Linked DNA regions of Mus musculus: regions 1 and 3 are each linked to region 2. Evidence: chromatin contacts called from public targeted proximity ligation data. All regions are on one chromosome and are shown on one strand. The core of a region is the stretch at or near the end of the contact, and the rest is flanking DNA. Distances in the headings are between cores, read along the strand shown. Region 1 has its middle 4.2 kb from the start of Gm29863. Region 2 overlaps Gm36774 (a long non-coding RNA gene). Region 3 overlaps Pten (phosphatase and tensin homolog).

Region 1 (2,710 bases), core at 148-2,647, 140 kb after region 2:
AGGGCTAGGACTGAGGACAGGACTCAGCTTAACCATTTCTGGGTAAGGGTCTACTTTTTAAATAACAAGAGAAGTTAAATGCACTTTGGATCTGTCTTTTGCCAGTCATCCCAGCTGGCTAGCTGCCAGCAAGCCAACCTACAAAGGTGGTCACTGCAAATGTATTTAATTTCAGGCATGGATGCTCAACATACCTTGAAATTGCCCCACATGAAGAACTCCCAGTCCTACCCTTCCCTTCTCTTAGGAAGGAAGTACCTGCACTGTAACCATACACTTCCACCACCTACCTCTCTGACTTAAACTCTTGAGCATTCTTTCTGGATTTTTATTTCTCCCTTAGAAGAAGAAAAGCAGAGACTTTTGTCATGTAGTCTACTTTCTATGGGACATTGCTTTATCAGGGTTAGGGCGACAAGTCAGTTGGTAAAGTTCTTGGTGTGCAAGCATGAGGTCCTGAGTTCAAACCCCAGCACCCATAAAAAAAGCTAGGTGTGGTGGTGAGCACTTGAGAGGCCAGTGCTGGGGAGGCAGAGGCGGACTAATCCCCAGGGCTTGGTGAGCAGCTGCTCTAGTCTAATGGAGCCTCAGATCTATTGAGGGACATTGTCTCAAGAACCAGGTGGATGGCTCTTGAGGAATGACACTTGAGATTGACCTCTGGCCACCACATGCATGCATGTACACACACACACACACACACACACACACACACACACACACACACACAATTGTTTTATTATCTTAGAGACTTTCTTCCACACTGGGTCTTTCCATTTTGTAAAATTAAGTATAGAATGGAAAAATATTTTTTTCTTAACCCTGCTACTCTCTTTTGCTATGTCCCTAGCTTTGATGTTTGCTAGCAAGGGTAGAACTAAGTTATGCTGTAATAACAAATGATTTTTACATCTCATGATATGTTCAATGGACAATATTTATCTGTTCTGTGCATATGTTTCAATCTTTTGCTTTTCTCATCTAAGTGGAGGATCTCCTCCTGAACCATTGTGGGGGTTAGGGCGGAGGAGGAGGAAGAAGAAGAAGAGGAGGAAGAAGAGAAGAAAGAAGTCAGGGAGAAAAGGGGGATGAACAATGGAGGAGAAGAAGGAGAGAGGAAGAAGAAACAGAGAGAAAGAAGAGATTAAAGATCAAAGTGCAGGCTTTTCACCACTTTGGTCCAGAAAACTTCAGACTTATAACTGAACAGCAGCATGGCCCCTCCTCAAATGTAAGGGCCTTGAGAAATGGCATCTGCCTCTTAACTGGAGGACGAATGATCGGCATTAGTGATAGAGCCTTACTTAATTCAACTACACTCCTTTGAGCCACTCTCCATGTCACTTACCTTCCTGTCAGCTTGCCTATTTTTAGAACAGAGCTCTTGTTACCACCTGAAAGTGCCTTTGGTTTCATTTTTGTCTTGTATCACGGTGTCCTGGTGGTTGGTTATCTAGCCCTGTTATCTCTGCTCCTTCAGTTTTGGTTCCTTTGTAAAACCTGACCCACATGCTATCATTGATCTCTCTGAATTGCCTTCTTGGTCTGTGCTGTGTTGGATAGGTGTCACCTCAAGGCTCACCCATGAATGGCTTGGTATCCAGCCTTTATGCTATAAGAAGATGGTGGAACTTCTGAGAGGTGCAGGTGGAAGGCTTCAGGCCTTTAAGGGATTTTCTTCCCTTTTTGTTTTTTCTCTCTCTGGCCATGGGTTTGATGGTTTTACTCCACCTTGATGTAGCAGGCATGGTGGCGGCCGACAGAGTCAACTGATCCCAGCCTGAAACCTCGTACACAATGAGCCAAAGTCAACTGCTCTACTCAGAAGAGCATCGGTTACGGGGAGAAGCTGACCAAGGCATTGGAAGCCTGCCTCCGTCCCTTTATGCTTCTTTCCCCAGCATCCCTCACTAACGTCTCTTGCTTTTCTTCCTGGCTAATAGAGCTAGCCAGGTGGCCCAGGCTATCCTCGCATCTCTCCGTGTGCTCTTTCCCTTAAGCTTCAGTGCGAGCATCCAGTGCCCCAATGCTCAGCTAACCCACCTGTCCATCACTTTCTCCAGATCTAGGATTAAACTTTCTTTTACTGAGTTTATGCTCGTGTTTTAAAAATGAATATGAATTCATCCTCTCTGAGAAACAGACCTTCTTTTGACCTAGCAATTTCCGTTAATGGAACTGCATGAGAACACTCTGGACAAAAGTGAAGAGTACTCCAGCTTAAGTGGACTAAAAACATAAATTCATTACGTCTAGTGTCAAGAAGCGTCCATCAGCTCTGTTCACAAATGTATCTCTCAGCCCTGAGTTAGCCTCTCTAGTTACAAGAACCCTGCTCATTCTTAGAGACAAGCTGACCTCCACTCAGCCATGGCTATTTGGCAGCACCATTTTGATACCCACTGGAGTCATTTCAAAGGTTTCTAATAAGAAATAAATGATATCCTAATATTATTAGTAAAGACTAAAAATCATCTATCCATAATGGTTGGGACTGGCCAAATGATTTGGACTTCATTTTTAAAAGTTGACAGAATTTGTACATATATACAAATATCTGAACTGTAAATTTTATATGTATGTAGAAGATATATATCTATATATATCTATGAGATATTTGGGGAATGAGATCTAATTATAAACAAAGAATTTATACAACTCTTGTCAGCTTTCTGTCTTTGTGATGAAATACTTGAGACAATCACACTGA
Region 2 (2,810 bases), core at 20-2,519:
CATGGTCTGACAGAATCTAACATCACCCTTCCTTCCACAGGTCTGGCTTCACACATGGACTCATCTTTACTCATATCTGGTAGGAGAGTAGAAGCTGCAATCTCTTTGTGCATGAGCAACCTTTCCTGGATCAGTGTAGCTACCACCGCTCATCAAAGCAGCCTAGAAAATCACAATGGAACACAATTCGATCCCGGGGAGCCCAGGCCCTAATGGCTACATCTACATCACGGCTCTTAATCTATGGCTCAAGGAATATTGTGGAAGAGGAGCAGGAGAAATTTTAAGAGCCAGAACACTAGGAAAGTTTCCTCAGATCAGTATTTTCTAGAAATGGATGTATGAACCAGACGTGAAACATGGCACTACCAATGGTAACAAAATGCTCACAGCCAACCGTTGGACTGAGCGCGGGGACCCCAATGGAGGAGTTAGGTAAAGGACCGAAGGAGCTGAAGGAGTTTGCAACCCCATAGGAAGAATAACAATATCAACCAACCAGACCCCCACACCCCCCAGAGCTCTCAGGGACTTAACCATCAACCAAAGAGTACACATGGAGGGACCCATGGCTCCAGCTGCATATGTAGCAGAGGATGGTCTTGTTGGGCATCAATGGGAGGAGAGGCCCTTGGTTCTCTGAAGGCTCAACGCCCCAGTGTAGGGGAATGTGAGGGTGGTGAGGTGGGAATGTGTGGGTGCATGGGGGAGTTCCCTCTCAGAAGCAGGGGGAGGGGGGATGGGATAGGGGGTTTGTGGAAGGGAAACTGGGAAAGGGGATAACACTTGAAATGTAAATAAATAAATATCCAAAGGTGGAAGAGGGAAATTTCATGGGGTCGTAACCCTAGACAAAGGAGCAGTGACTGCTGAAAGAGGAAGACTTAGCTTTTCTCAGAGAGGAGCCACCTTATTTATTGTCCTAAGCAAAGTAATCAGCTTTGAAACCATATACACACAGATAAGAAACACAGATTTTATTTATATATATTCATGTAAACAGATACACATACACACATGTACACATACACACACACACTAATCAAAGAGATAGAGGCTATCAACTTGAGAGTGAGGGGTGGGCATGGGGACAGCTGGAAGGGGGTACGTGGGAGGAGTTGGAGGAGGTAAAGGGATGGGGAAGTGGTGTAATTCTGTTTCAATTAAAAAACAAATTAAAAGGATATAATCAGCCCGAGAGACATGGTAGACAGAGACAGGAAGCAGACATGCCTCTGACAGCTGTAGCTTTCAGTTCCTGTGCTAGGTCTCAGAGCCCAGACCCAGGCTTTATGCCTGGCTTACCCACTTGGACCAAGTGTGGCTTCTCAGAATAGCCTGAACCCACAGCGGCTCTTGTTATTCTCTGTTTGGCAATAGTTCCAAGAATTTCTGAGTTTGTCCTTCAGTGATTCTTCCCAGAGTCCTGTTTGCTGGAGAGAAGGGGGGCTGGTGGCCACAGCATGGGCTTACCGAGTGCCTCCCGTGTGCTGGACCATTGTGCCGAGGGCTGTCCTTGCATCTAGGGTAGCCCTTGATACCTACATATGGACTGAAATGTTGCAGTAGCTCCATTTAACGTGAAGAAATGTGGTATGTGTGTGTGAGAGAGAATTCTGTGTTCATGGTGGTATCCAGGACTGCCGCTTTTAATTTTGGATCTTTCTATGCAAGGGTTGGTTATAAAAATAAAGGGTGGGCCAGTGAGATGATTCTTTCAGTAAATGCTTGCTGCTCAACGGTAAGAATGTCATTTAGAATCCCAGAATCCATGTAACGCTGGGTTTGGGAGCATGGGTCTGTCATCCTAGTGTTGTTGTGCCGAAGTCAGAGGCAGGAGGATCCCCAGAAGCTCATGGGCCAGCTGTACTGCTATGTGCAGTGCTGGCCACTGAAGAGTCGCTGCCTTAATCAAGATAGAAAGGTGAGTTTGTTTTCTGACCCCTACACGCACGCACACCGTAACATGTATATGTCCAAGCTCACTGACAAACACACTTAAGTCTGAAGAGCAGTGAAGTCTGATATTCATATGACCCCTGGAGTTGGTGTCCACTTTGTGAAAAGTTTCCCATCCAAGGGAGGATGGTTTTAGAAACGCCATGATTCCAGCTGGAAAGATCTTCAGTCATAGTCAGATTTTAAAGATTATTAAATGATGGTTCTTCGGTCCTAATCGTATGCAGTCCTTAAAGGCCATCTCGGGGCAGCTGATCAGAGGGGATGCGGGAGACCCACTCGGGACAGCGTTTTTCTAGGAATGCTAGAGGGTGAGAGCCTTCCTGAGAAATTTCACAGTGGCAATAAATAATCCTGTCAGCTGTATTTCAAGGCAGACAGTGAAATCTTTTCTGGGAACATGATCTCTACTCTGTATTTGTCACATTTACTGACCCAAGTGGCCCAAAACGTCTGATGTTGACAATATTTGCCATTTCTACTCCCAGGTGGGTCTCCAGTGGTGTAGAGTAGCCTCTTACGGGGAATGGTCATGTGACCCAGAGAGATGGGATGTGTCCACGGCCAGAGGTCCAGGCTGTCCTGGTTTTTAAATGTGTCTGTTTGATGGGCCAACCTGTTGGGGACAGTGGCACCATAGTTTTCAAGTCTGCCCTCTTTTCTTTTCATAGAAACTGAGATTTCGAGAAGCACGAGAACTGAGATGAAATATGCCAACATTTTGGTGGCAAAAAGAAATGCAAGGAAAAAAACCAAAAAAAAACCAAAAAAAAAAAAAACAAAAAAAAACCCCAAAACCCCAGCTCTCTGGATATGCCCTAAAACTGTAACTTTTCTTTGGAGGCAATTAT
Region 3 (2,991 bases), core at 227-2,726, 150 kb before region 2:
TCTTTTCTTTTAATATTTTTTATTATTACGTATTTTCCTCAATTACATTTAGAATGCTATCTCAAAAATCCCCCATACCCTCCCCCCACCACCACTTCCCTACCCACCCATTCCCATTTTTTTGGCCCTGGCGTTCCCCTGTACTGGGGCATATAAAGTTTGCGTGTCCAATGGGCCTCTCTTTCCAGTGATGGCTGACTAGGCCATCTTTTGATACATATGCAGCTAGAGTCAAGAGCTCCAGGGTACTGGTTAGTTCATAATGTTGCACCTACAGGGTTGCAGATCCCTTTAGCTCCTTGGATACTTTCTCTGGCTCCTCCATTGGGGGCCCTGTGCTCCATCCAGTAGCTGACTGTGAGCATCCACTTCTGTGTTTGCTAGGCCCCGGCCTAGTCTCACTGAGTTCCCATTCTTAGAACTCATACAAAAGCCAGCTTGCTCAGCATGTTTCTGCGACCTCTGTGACAGGAAGCAGGCAGAGAAGACTATCCTGGGGGCTTGCTGGCCAGTTAGCTTAGCCAAAATAACTAGCTCCGTGTTCAGTGAGGGAACCGTTCTCAAAAACAGACTAGTTGCAAAGTCATAGAGAAATACCTGTTGTTCCCATGACACACACACACACACACACACACACACACACACCTAAAATTGTTTAAGTTAACCTTCATTTTCTGTCAGAGCTGACTCACTGAAAGTGTCAGCGTTTGCCTAGATTCCCTGGGAAAGGTTCCGCAAGTGCAGTCGGTGGTCAGGGCTGGCTTCTGGGGCTGCTTCTCTGTCCTCTTGAACTACTTTGGTTTCTTTGTTTCTGTTTTGTGGGGTTTTTTAAGATTTGTTTTTGTTGTTTTGTTGTGGATTTTTGGTAATACTTTCTAGCATTTGAAATACATGTTTATATAAAATAAATTTAAAATTCACTATTGTGGCTTATCTAGATTTATTTCCTAAGAAATCTTTCATGCTCATACATCAGCCTCAGTTTATCTCAGTGAGACAGACACACAGACACAGCACAGTTGGAAAGGAGGCTCAACAGGGATAGGAGGGTGAGAGTGGTGAGGCGATGTGAGACAGACACACAGACACACCACAGTTGGAAAGGAGGCTCAACAGGGATAGGAGGGTGAGAGTGGTGAGGGCGATGTGAGACAGACACACAGACACACCACAGTTGGAAAGGAGGCTCAACAGGGATAGGAGGGTGAGAGTGGTGAGGGCGATGTGCAGTCAGTTCCTTCAAGGAAGATGCAGTTCTAGGAGGTGTCTTAGGTCGTGCAGGGTTAGGGAGCATTGCCTCTCACTGCTGTCTAATATTTTAGCCTCTACTATCTAAATACATCTCTGTAGGCAAGTTTGCCCATTTCTCTTTGGAATGTGCTGTTTCACTTGTCTTTCCTCACTTGTCTTTCTATGTGTCAGACTGAGAGAACAGTGGGGGAAGTGCGGAATGTGTCCCTAAGTAATCAGTTCTCTTTGAGACAGTTATCCCCCCACCCCTTCAAATGATGGAATGATGTACTGTACCCATTAAAGGGCTGCTTTCTTCTGTTAGACTTGCTGTTGCTCACATGCTAGCTAAGAAATCAGAATGTTCAACTGTTAAGGGGCACACAGATAGGATTTCCCTAAGCCTAAGGTAAACACACGGTAGGAAAGACTCTTGAAAGAATTATGAGTTTTTAGTTGCAAATGACATAAAATGTCTTTACCAGAAAGGAATAATGCTCTGGAGGAAGTTCCCATTGTGGAAAGCAGAAGTTTAGGAAACGTGGTGTAGGGGCTACAGTCTGCTTAGACACCAATGCATGGTCCTACATCCTGGTTGCTGTCTGTGAATTCCCAGGTCTTCCAGTGAGATCTTTGAAGAATCTACTGTTCTCTTGTACCTTGCTGCCCACTCTGTAGGAGTGAGTGTCTCACAACAAGGGAAAGAGAAAAGAAATACCTGCCTCTGATCTCAGTGTTTGCTAACTGGTTGACATAAGGGTGGCACAATTTCCTTATGAAATTTTTATACTTCATCCCCCTTTCAGAAATTTGTAGCTGTGTTTACATATAAGAAGCCGTGGTCTTTGTTTGTTTGTTTGGGTGTTCTTGGACTTTCTAGCTTCCAAAGCTTCGGACAGTTAACTTCTGTGGGGCATTGTGTGCATACGTGGTGTTTACTTTGTGTTGACTTTCTTTTCAACTGAGTTTTCTTTTAAATTGTTTAAACTGCTTTGATTCCTTTTGTAGACACAGCTTTATAATGCTTTATAAGTCCTTTCTTTATGCCTTTATAATATAGCCTTTATAAATCCCTTCTGTGCCCTTAGATTCAGATAAATGTTGACTAAAGAAATTGATGGGTTATATTTTGCTCAGAATAACTGATTGCTAACTCTGCTTTATTGTTGTATATAATTACTATATTTTCTATTGCTAGCTCTTAAATAATCAAGAAGCAGCTTTGCTTAAATTATCAAGTAGAAAAGATTTAACTTATGAGGAATTGTTAATATATCTCCTACTACTGACTCGGCATTTTTCTTTTGGACAGAGAATAGAGAAGTGAAAGGTTTAGGGCTCCCTGCCTTTTTCCTGTTTCCAGCATTATACACCAGTCAAGCGTATGGAATTCTAGTTTCTTTTTGTTCTGTTGCTCCACTCCAACCTTTAGTTGATACTGTTTTTGTGTTCCTTCTTATACACCACTTTGTGCTGTTCTGATTTCATCTCTGAGCACTCCTTCTGCCATTGTGATGACCGTGTTTTAAAATGGAGCTTTGTGAGCTCTCTGCAGCTAAGTGTTTTTTCCTGAATAATTTGTTCATTACAAAAGAGAATTCTAGAGAATCCTACCAAGTCCATAGCATTGTTACTGTGATTGCTGTTTTGAGATGGTGTCCAACTCTAATCCCAGCTGACTTCAAACTCAGTTCTATAGACCTGGCTGTGTTTACATGTGTGCGGTGGTAACATGCATGGCACATGTCACTTAGTGGGCTT

What was found.
Region 1: a contact with region 2 is called in a targeted proximity ligation map of CD8 T cells, with 6 read pairs. A contact is called at or near these places in 2 of 484 Hi-C or Micro-C datasets (the AML12 cell line and T follicular helper cells) and 5 of 130 datasets of targeted methods (the 230-238 cell line, CD8 T cells and the NIH/3T3 cell line).
Region 3: a contact with region 2 is called in a targeted proximity ligation map of microglia, with 4 times the contacts expected there. A contact is called at or near these places in 4 of 130 datasets of targeted methods (the 230-238 cell line, CD8 T cells and microglia).

Annotation. Positions count from the first base shown.
Region 1 is chr19:33,080,269-33,082,978 of GRCm38.p6, forward strand. No RefSeq gene overlaps it. Among named protein-coding and RNA genes, the nearest start is that of Gm29863, 4.2 kb to the right of the region's middle.
Region 2 is chr19:32,938,587-32,941,396 of GRCm38.p6, forward strand. Gm36774 (a long non-coding RNA gene) reads left to right here. Exons shown (of 5, transcript XR_001782638.2): 5 at 41-813. Among named protein-coding and RNA genes, the nearest start is that of Gm36774, 9.7 kb to the left of the region's middle.
Region 3 is chr19:32,787,150-32,790,140 of GRCm38.p6, forward strand. The region is part of intron 2 of Pten (phosphatase and tensin homolog); the gene reads left to right. Among named protein-coding and RNA genes, the nearest start is that of Pten, 31 kb to the left of the region's middle.